Linked DNA regions of Gossypium hirsutum: region 1 is linked to region 2. The links are chromatin contacts, called in public Hi-C maps. All regions are on one chromosome and are shown on one strand. The core of a region is the stretch at or near the end of the contact, and the rest is flanking DNA. Distances in the headings are between cores, read along the strand shown.

The links. A called contact is a pair of places that touch in the nucleus more often than the background predicts.
Region 1: a Hi-C map of leaf shows a contact between it and region 2, with 1.5 times the contacts expected there. The contact joins the promoter of LOC107901807 here to the promoter of LOC107888744 in region 2. A contact is called at or near these places in 4 of 34 Hi-C or Micro-C datasets (leaf and seedling).

Annotation. Positions count from the first base shown.
Region 1 is chrA09:23,699,265-23,703,597 of Gossypium_hirsutum_v2.1, reverse strand. It overlaps LOC107901807 (60S ribosomal protein L36-3), which reads left to right and starts at 1,581. Exons shown (of 5, transcript XM_041077684.1): 1 at 1,581-1,829; 2 at 1,977-2,152; 3 at 2,760-2,863; 4 at 3,435-3,634; 5 at 3,716-3,980. The coding sequence starts at 2,762. The coding sequence ends at 3,752.
Region 2 is chrA09:23,456,462-23,460,733 of Gossypium_hirsutum_v2.1, reverse strand. It overlaps LOC107888744 (tubulin beta-8 chain), which reads right to left and starts at 2,221. Exons shown (of 3, transcript NM_001326752.1): 1 at 1,780-2,221; 2 at 1,096-1,365; 3 at 148-1,006. The coding sequence starts at 2,173. The coding sequence ends at 324.

The DNA.
Region 1 (4,333 bases), core at 332-2,831, 240 kb before region 2:
TCAAATGTTATATATTTTTTGCATGTAACATGCCGATGAGGAGATTGATGGATTTAAATATTCTTCGAGTTCCATTACAAGCGAAGGAAACAATTAATGAGCAACATATTGTTGTTGGATCTTCAAATATTCAAAATACATCAGAACAACTTGTAGAAACTCAAAGTAATGTTGTTCCAAATACACCAAAAAAATAAATAAAATAGCGACATTTATATGAATAAGCGTCGTTGAATTCTAAATGATATCACGACGTTTGCATGAAATGCGTCGTTATATATCCATTTTTTTTGCGGCATTTGTATGAATACTGCCTATATATGTCCAGTTCTTTTTTGCCATCCTAAAGCAAAAATGCCTCTAAAGTTTTCTACACTTATTTTACTTGTGTTTTTTACGACGCTTTGTTTTCACAACTATTTTTTAGTAGTGATTATGGATGTGTAACTAGCACTAACAACTCTGTTAACATTTTCTATAATTGTTATTATGATTCAATTTAAAGAAAAGAATTATAGTAACATATTTTTGCATAAATTGTATTTAAAAAAAAAGTAGGTTATGACATATTCGTACGTATTAATGTTTTTTTTTGTTCAATGTATGATAAATGTATGGATAAGTTTTCGTTTTGGTCACTTAACTAGAAAAAAGTTACAATTTGATCACTGAATTATTCAAAAGTTTTCATTTAAGTCTTTGAGCTATTAAAATTGATGCTATATGATTTTCTCTATTTGCACTGGTTGCACCAATTAAACAACTTTATTTCCCCTTCTCTTTTAAAATTTTTTTTATGAAACAATTTTGAACGTCACAAATTTGCTTACTAAAATTTAATCAATTTTTTTCTTCAATCTATTATATGGACCGTCAAATCGACTTGGATCTAAGGTACATTCTTCTACTCACCGATGAGTATTGATCCACCATATCAATCGTCGAATCATTGCTTGGAACATGCTAAGAAAACTTAAAAGAAAACATTAACAACACAGTAACTTACATAAAAACTTTTCAATAATTCAGCAACTTAAATGAAATTTTTTGAATAATTCAACGACTAAATTTCAACTCTTTTAGTTAATAAATCAAAACAAAAATTTACTCATAATTTAATAACTAATGATATAGTTTATGTTTAATGACTAATGATATAGTTTACTTTAAATATATATAATTTCTCTACATGTACTTTTTATTCATAATTTTTTATATGTTAATTATTCATTTATACAAAATTTAATATATTTAATTCTTTATATTATATAATATTTCATATTTATTTCTTTATTTGAAAGGTTTAATTCACTATTTGTTTTTTAAAGTATAATATATATTTTTATTTTGATATTTAAAATTTTTTTATTCCAATTAAATATCTAAAGTATTCAAAGGTTATAATCTTTAGCCCAATTATGAACTAATGTTAAAAAAAAAATGGATCAATCACGCAATGCCATATGGCTCTTTTGTTTTACGGTGCAAATTATGAAAAAAATTGAAAAGATTTTATTAAAAAAGAGAGAAAAGTTTAAATATTTTACTTTTCATTAAATGCAAAAAAAAAAAAATGACTCTTACCTTTTCTCTCCTCACTTTCTCCCCCTTCCCCTCCTTCCCAACAATAACTGAGCAAGCAAGTCAAGGTGCCGCACTGCACCACCAAACTCTTACCTTTTCTCTCCTCTACTTAAAATCACATAACACTGGAAGAAAGTAGAAACTGAAAAGTTTTTGATTTTTGGTAAAATACGCTTCATGTGGTCGTTTGGTTATCTAGGAGCTGTGGAGATGTGATTTTTGTGAAGGCTTCTTCTATTAGCTGGGTTGGATGAATTTATTTTTCCTCTTCTAAACCCATTGTTTCTCTTTGCCTTGTTCTGTTTTTATATAATTTTATAAAAGAAAGACACGTGGCACGACACATCAACCATTTCGTTGCGAGTAAAAGTCAATTTTTAAATTTTGTTTAGGTTGAAATAGACATTCAATTGGGCCGCAAATGGTGATTTTGGGTTGGATCATGCCTTCAATCCAACCCTAGGAGGGAAGTCACTTGCCAATTCGCCCTTATATATATACTCTTTAAGAACAACGTACTCAAAACCCTAACACTCCTTTAGTCCGCCATAGATCGCCGTCTCGAGAGGTAAATCGCGCTATCTCTAAACCCTCCTTCTCTGCTTCTTTCTTCTTCTGAATACTTTTCCTTCTTTGATTGCTTGGGAAATGAAATACTGTGCTCAAACATTTAAGCAGCTTTAGCTGCTTTCGGCTATTGCAATGAATTCAAACTGTGTTTATTAACTGCCTTTCTTTCATTCGTGGGTTTTCTTTTAAAGATTATATCATATTGGCTTTTCCATTTTATATGTATCGCAAGCTTTGGTTTCGTAATGGTTTTGATATCTATGTACATTGTTTTCGTTTTAATTTCAATTTTTCTAACTTCATTAATTTTAGTTTTTTAAACCCTTTTTTAATTTCATTTGCAGTAAGCCTTGGTCTTGAGATATTCGGGATTATCATGAATCAGTGTTATATATATTTTACTGCTGAATCATGCTAATAAATTATGTGAAATTTGAGAGGTTTTTGAGTCCTAAGTTAAAAAATCATATATATATCTGCTAATGTTTGAAGCATGAGTTGAAATCTAAATGGACGGTAATCTAGATTTGATAGCTTATTGAAATGCCCCTCGAATATTGTGCTTTTCATTCTATTTTTCATGATTTTTTTGTTTACTTAAGCAGGCATGGCCACCAAGCAGCCAAATACAGGCCTTTTTGTAGGACTAAACAAGGGCCATGTTGTAACCAAGAAGGAATTGGCTCCACGTCCATCTAACAGAAAAGGAGTAAGTGCATCCTATGCCTAATTATGTTCTTTTTTTGTAGAATAATAGTAAACGATTATATGTATTAGTCCTTTGCCCAAAGGTAAAAATACCACGAAGGTCCCTATACTAGGAGTTGGATTTCATTTTACTCCCTTTATTCAAAAAATGAAATGAGCAAATTAGTTTTTATATCTTAGATCAAAGAGCAAATTGATTCATGTGTACCTCATTTTGATGTATAGGAACTATTTTTTAATAGTAGAAATGAATGAATTTTTAACAAAAGACTTGTGTTTGCTCCTTGATCTAATGTATATGAACTAATTTGACTAGTTTTTGAGTAGAGAGAGCAAAATGCAATCTGAGTGTTTTTGAGTAGAGAGAGCAAAATGCAATCTGAGTCCTAGTATAAGAGCTTTCATGATACTTTTACCAAAAGAGGGAAGGGGGGAAATGTATGGAAAAAGGGCAGCACTACCTTTGAATAGCCATATTGGGTCTTTTGTTATTCTTTGTATTTAATCTTTTGGAAGGGATTGGATCTTAGAGTGGAAGTTGAAATCATGATTTATCTTATTTCTTCTCCCAGAAAACTAGCAAAAGAGTCCATTTTGTGAGGAACTTGATAAGGGAAGTTGCTGGTTTTGCACCGTATGAGAAGAGGATTACGGAGCTTTTGAAGGTTGGTAAGGACAAGCGAGCTCTCAAGGTAGCTAAAAGAAAATTGGGAACTCACAAGAGAGCCAAGAAGAAGCGTGAAGAGATGTCGAGTGTTCTCCGCAAGATGAGGTAACATATATATATGTTATTATATCAGAGGACATTGAATTATATCTTTGTCTTACGAATATGTTGATGATTTGCATGCAGGGCTCATCATCCTGGAGGTGGAGACAAGAAGAAGTGAAGCTTTTATTTTTGTTGATTTATGGACAAGCTTGAAGGTTTGATTTAGTAGCTGTTAGAGATTTTGTTTAGCACTTTGTTTGAGACTGAAAATCATGCACTCAAATTTGCTGCTTTACATGAATTACTGCAAGTTTTTTTTTTTTTAAATTTAAAATGTGTTTATTATGCACTCGTAAAAATTCAGTGAAATGCAGAATATGGCTGGGGCCATGGATTTAAAATCAAACTGTATCTGTCACAACTCAATTGATTCGAATATATATCAGTTGAAACTTTTTAAAAGAAATTAAAAATATAAAATTTATAAAATTCATCTCCTGGCAATCTGTGTGTGAGCTCTGTTAATTTTTATAAGTTTTAAGGGTTAAATTTTTCCTTTTATAGTTGGAAGGTCAAATATGTGTGTATGATAAATTTTTCCTTTATTATTTATCAAAATAAATTAAAAATTAGACTATAAATGGAAAACATTATCATTCAAAATGTATGAGTATGTAACACTATTAAGGTATGCAACTAAAGTTGGTTTTGAGAGCCAAAATCTCACTAACTTGTTTATTGTTGGCGGGTTGTATTTGT
Region 2 (4,272 bases), core at 972-3,471:
CTCTCAATGAGAGTTACAGAAGATCACACAAAAATGAGATGGGATGGGTGACTTCACTCTCTCTCTCTACATTACCATAACATAAGAGTGATTTCTAATATATTTATAGTACCAAATTCCATAGTTACCAAAAAGCAACATCCCATATAAAACCATATGCATCCGTACGAGTCTAGTATCTACTGATGTAAAGATGTTCGTAAACAAAAATACATAAGCCAGGAAACAACATTTCTAACACCCAAACAAGGTATTCAGGTTGAAAGAACAGAAACATTTTCCAAAACGTTAAGAAAGCAAACAGTAAGAAACACACACTACTACTATTCCTGGAGTTCCTCCTCCTCATCCTCCTCCTCCTCATAATCATACTCCTCATCAGCTGTTGCATCTTGATATTGTTGGTACTCTGAAACCAGATCGTTCATGTTGCTCTCAGCCTCCGTAAACTCCATCTCATCCATTCCCTCCCCAGTATACCAGTGCAAGAAAGCCTTCCTGCGAAACATGGCAGTGAACTGCTCACTTACTCTGCGGAACATTTCCTGAATAGATGTCGAGTTTCCAATGAACGTTGAGGCCATCTTCAAGCCAATTGGAGGAATATCACAAACAGTAGACTTCACATTATTGGGGATCCACTCCACAAAGTATGATGAGTTCTTATTCTGCACATTAATCATTTGTTCATCGACTTCCTTGGTGCTCATCTTGCCACGGAACATGGCTGAAGCAGTCAAGTATCGCCCATGGCGAGGATCAGCAGCACACATCATGTTTTTGGCATCCCACATTTGTTGAGTGAGCTCGGGAACAGTAAGAGCCCTGTATTGCTGTGACCCTCGAGAAGTAAGTGGAGCAAAGCCAACCATAAAGAAATGCAGGCGAGGGAATGGAATGAGATTGACGGCAAGCTTGCGTAGATCTGAGTTTAATTGACCAGGGAAACGAAGGCAGCATGTCACACCACTCATGGTGGCAGAAATCAAGTGGTTCAAGTCTCCAACTGCATTCAATCAGGATGAACAAATGAAATCAACAGACCTTTTACAGTTGAAATATGAAATAACAGCAACGTGAAAAAGATTGACGTACAGCTTGGAGTAGTGAGCTTCAGAGTACGGAAGCAAATATCATATAAAGCTTCATTGTCCAAAACCATACATTCATCAGCATTCTCAACAAGCTGGTGAACAGAGAGAGTAGCATTGTAAGGTTCGACAACAGTGTCAGACACCTTAGGGGAAGGGAACACAGAGAAAGTGAGCATCATTCGGTCTGGGTATTCTTCTCGGATCTTGGAAATCAAAAGTGTTCCCATGCCCGATCCAGTTCCTCCTCCCAATGAATGGCATACTTGAAATCCTGAAATATTAGAAAATGATTGTCAAATCATTAGATGTCAGGAAATAGAAGAAAGCAAATTCCAATCTAAAGCTAGATCATAGATTCCGCAAAATTTTTAAATCACACCTAAAAAGCATAATATTCGAATTGAGAATGATATAGATTTATTTGAGCAACCAAATAGAGAACCTTCCTTCCGAAACTTGAAATTTGCTAATAAGTTGAAAATTCAAACTAAACAAGCACATAAAACCTTCCTAAATTGTCAGATCCATGCTGAAAGTAACATAAAAGAACCACTTACGAGTTAAACCAACAGTTTGAAAAAGTAAAGCCAACAAATCCTTCTTCTACGGGCTAATCTAACTCTAAACTTGAAAAATCCAAACCAAAAAAAAAAAGCATGCTTAAAATTATTAAAACACACGTTACCTTGCAAGCAGTCACAGTTTTCGGCTTCTTTCCTCACCACATCTAGCACTGAGTCGATCAACTCGGCCCCTTCCGTGTAATGACCCTTGGCCCAGTTATTCCCTGCACCGGACTGGCCGAAAACAAAGTTGTCAGGCCTGAAAATCTGCCCGTACGGCCCGGATCTAACACTATCCATAGTGCCAGGCTCCAAGTCCATAAGGACGGCTCGTGGAACGAACCTCCCGCAACTCGCTTCATTGTAGTAAACGTTAACGCGCTCCAGTTGCAAATCATTGTCCCCTTGATAGCGTCCCGTTGAATCTATGCCGTGCTCGGCGCAAACCACCTCCCAAAACTTGGCACCGATCTGGTTGCCGCACTGCCCTGCCTGAATATGAAGAATCTCACGCATCTTTCCTAGGACTCGGATTTCAGAGAAAGTCCAAAGAAAATGAATTTTCAGTGAGGTTTTTTTTTTTTTTCTGAAATGAAAGACGGAAACAGAAGAATTATATAGGGAGGAGATGACAGAAGGTGGTGCTTGCCGTTAGGGTTGACGGAGGTGCGTGACGGCTGACGAGGCCATTAAGCTTAATAAAGGGGGATATTTCGAATTTTGAAAATTTCGGGAAAAAGGAATAACCCCTGGGTTTAAATGAAAAACGAAATCTTTACGCGTAGTTGATAGGGTTGAACATGACGCGCGATTTTCATCATGCCATCATGCGAGTGTGTGTCTTCAGATGATTTTATTGTGCGTGAGCATGAGGGTGGAGAGTGTGACCACGTGATTTTGGGAGAGATCCATGTGACTGCCACTTTGGCTACCGTCGAGGCGAAGGGCGTGTTTGGGTTTTCCATTTTTTTTTTCTTTCTTATTAAGATATTTGTCAAAAACATACTTGAAATTTTATCACACACCTATTACCAAAACAATTACAAATGTAAAATATAAATATGTATTTAAAATTAATATAAAATAAATAATACATATAAAATATATATGATACTAAAATAAAAAATTTAAATTAAATTATAAGTAAAAAATTTAGACACGTAAATACATCAAATAAATAATACTAAATGCACTATAATTATTTATCAAGTTTTTGTCATCAATTGTGAGTTAATCTCGAGTTAGTTTGTGACATCAATTCAATAAATAGCACTATAAATACTAGAAATTCTATCACACACGTGTGTATATATATGCGAAAACCACATATTTAAAATATAGATATGTGTTTAAAAATAACATATAATAAATTATAAGTAAAATGGACAAAAAATAAATTAAATTGTGAGTAAAAAGAAATTTAGAAATTTAAATATATAACTGATGGAAGTAGTAAATTATGCATATTAAAATAAAAATGTATGAAAATTATTATACATAGTAAATTGGTGTGGGTTCAAATCCTACGACATGCATAGTTTTATTTTTATTTTTAAATTAAAAAGATTAAACTAGCCTCAAATAATATAATTTATTTTAATATAGAAGGTCATTTTTGTAATTTCTCTAATAGGATTAGTATCCGTTTGATTTATGACATTAACATACTCAAGGATTTTATTAATAGTAAGTGAAGATATACAAATTATGAAAGTAATAAATTGTGCATATTAAAATAAATATGTATACAATATATCAAAAATGAAGTTTTAGTTGAGTAGTAAATTTAAGCTTTTATTAATCTAATTGGGGTAGCTTCAAATCTTACCATATGCATATTTTTATTAGTTTTTGTTGAAATGAAAATAATAAAATACATACGAGTAATATAAATTATTTCGATTATGGAAGGACATTTTTACAATTTCTCTAACCGAGTTAGTCCTCGATTGACTAATGACACCAACTCTAAAATGCTTTCAAATTACAATGTTTTAAGTATAAATCTCATTCTTTATCATTTTTAAATTAAAAGATAAAAATATTCTCATATTAATATAATATAATTTATAAAAAATAATCTTTTAAATTATTGCCTAATTAAATTAGTATAAATTGACTCATAATATCAACTTCGTCAAGAAATTATATATATATACATATTATAAGGCTTTTAGAAAATAATCATAGGTGGCATATTTAAAGATAGAAGGGGAAGAGCCAGGGGGGCTGGCAGGGGGTTAGGCTCCTCTAAAATAGATTTTTTTTATTTAGGCTTCTTTATAATTTATAAAATTTTAAATTACTAATGATAAAATTGCAATTTAAACACCTAAAAATGATAAAATTTTAATTTATTTTTTAAAAAATTATAAATATATAGGCTATTAAAATAATGAAATTATATTTTTACTATTATAAAAATATATAATTTAATTTCACCCCTTAAAAAAATATTTTGCTTCCCCTAGTGAATAATGTCTTTAGTTGACAGATTAACATTTTATACATTAAACGAATGTAAGCTCCATAATTTAAAATATTTTTTGAAATTATACAATTATTTTTTAAAAAAATCTTTTTTTAACTAAAAATAGAAAAAAGCATAAGTTGAA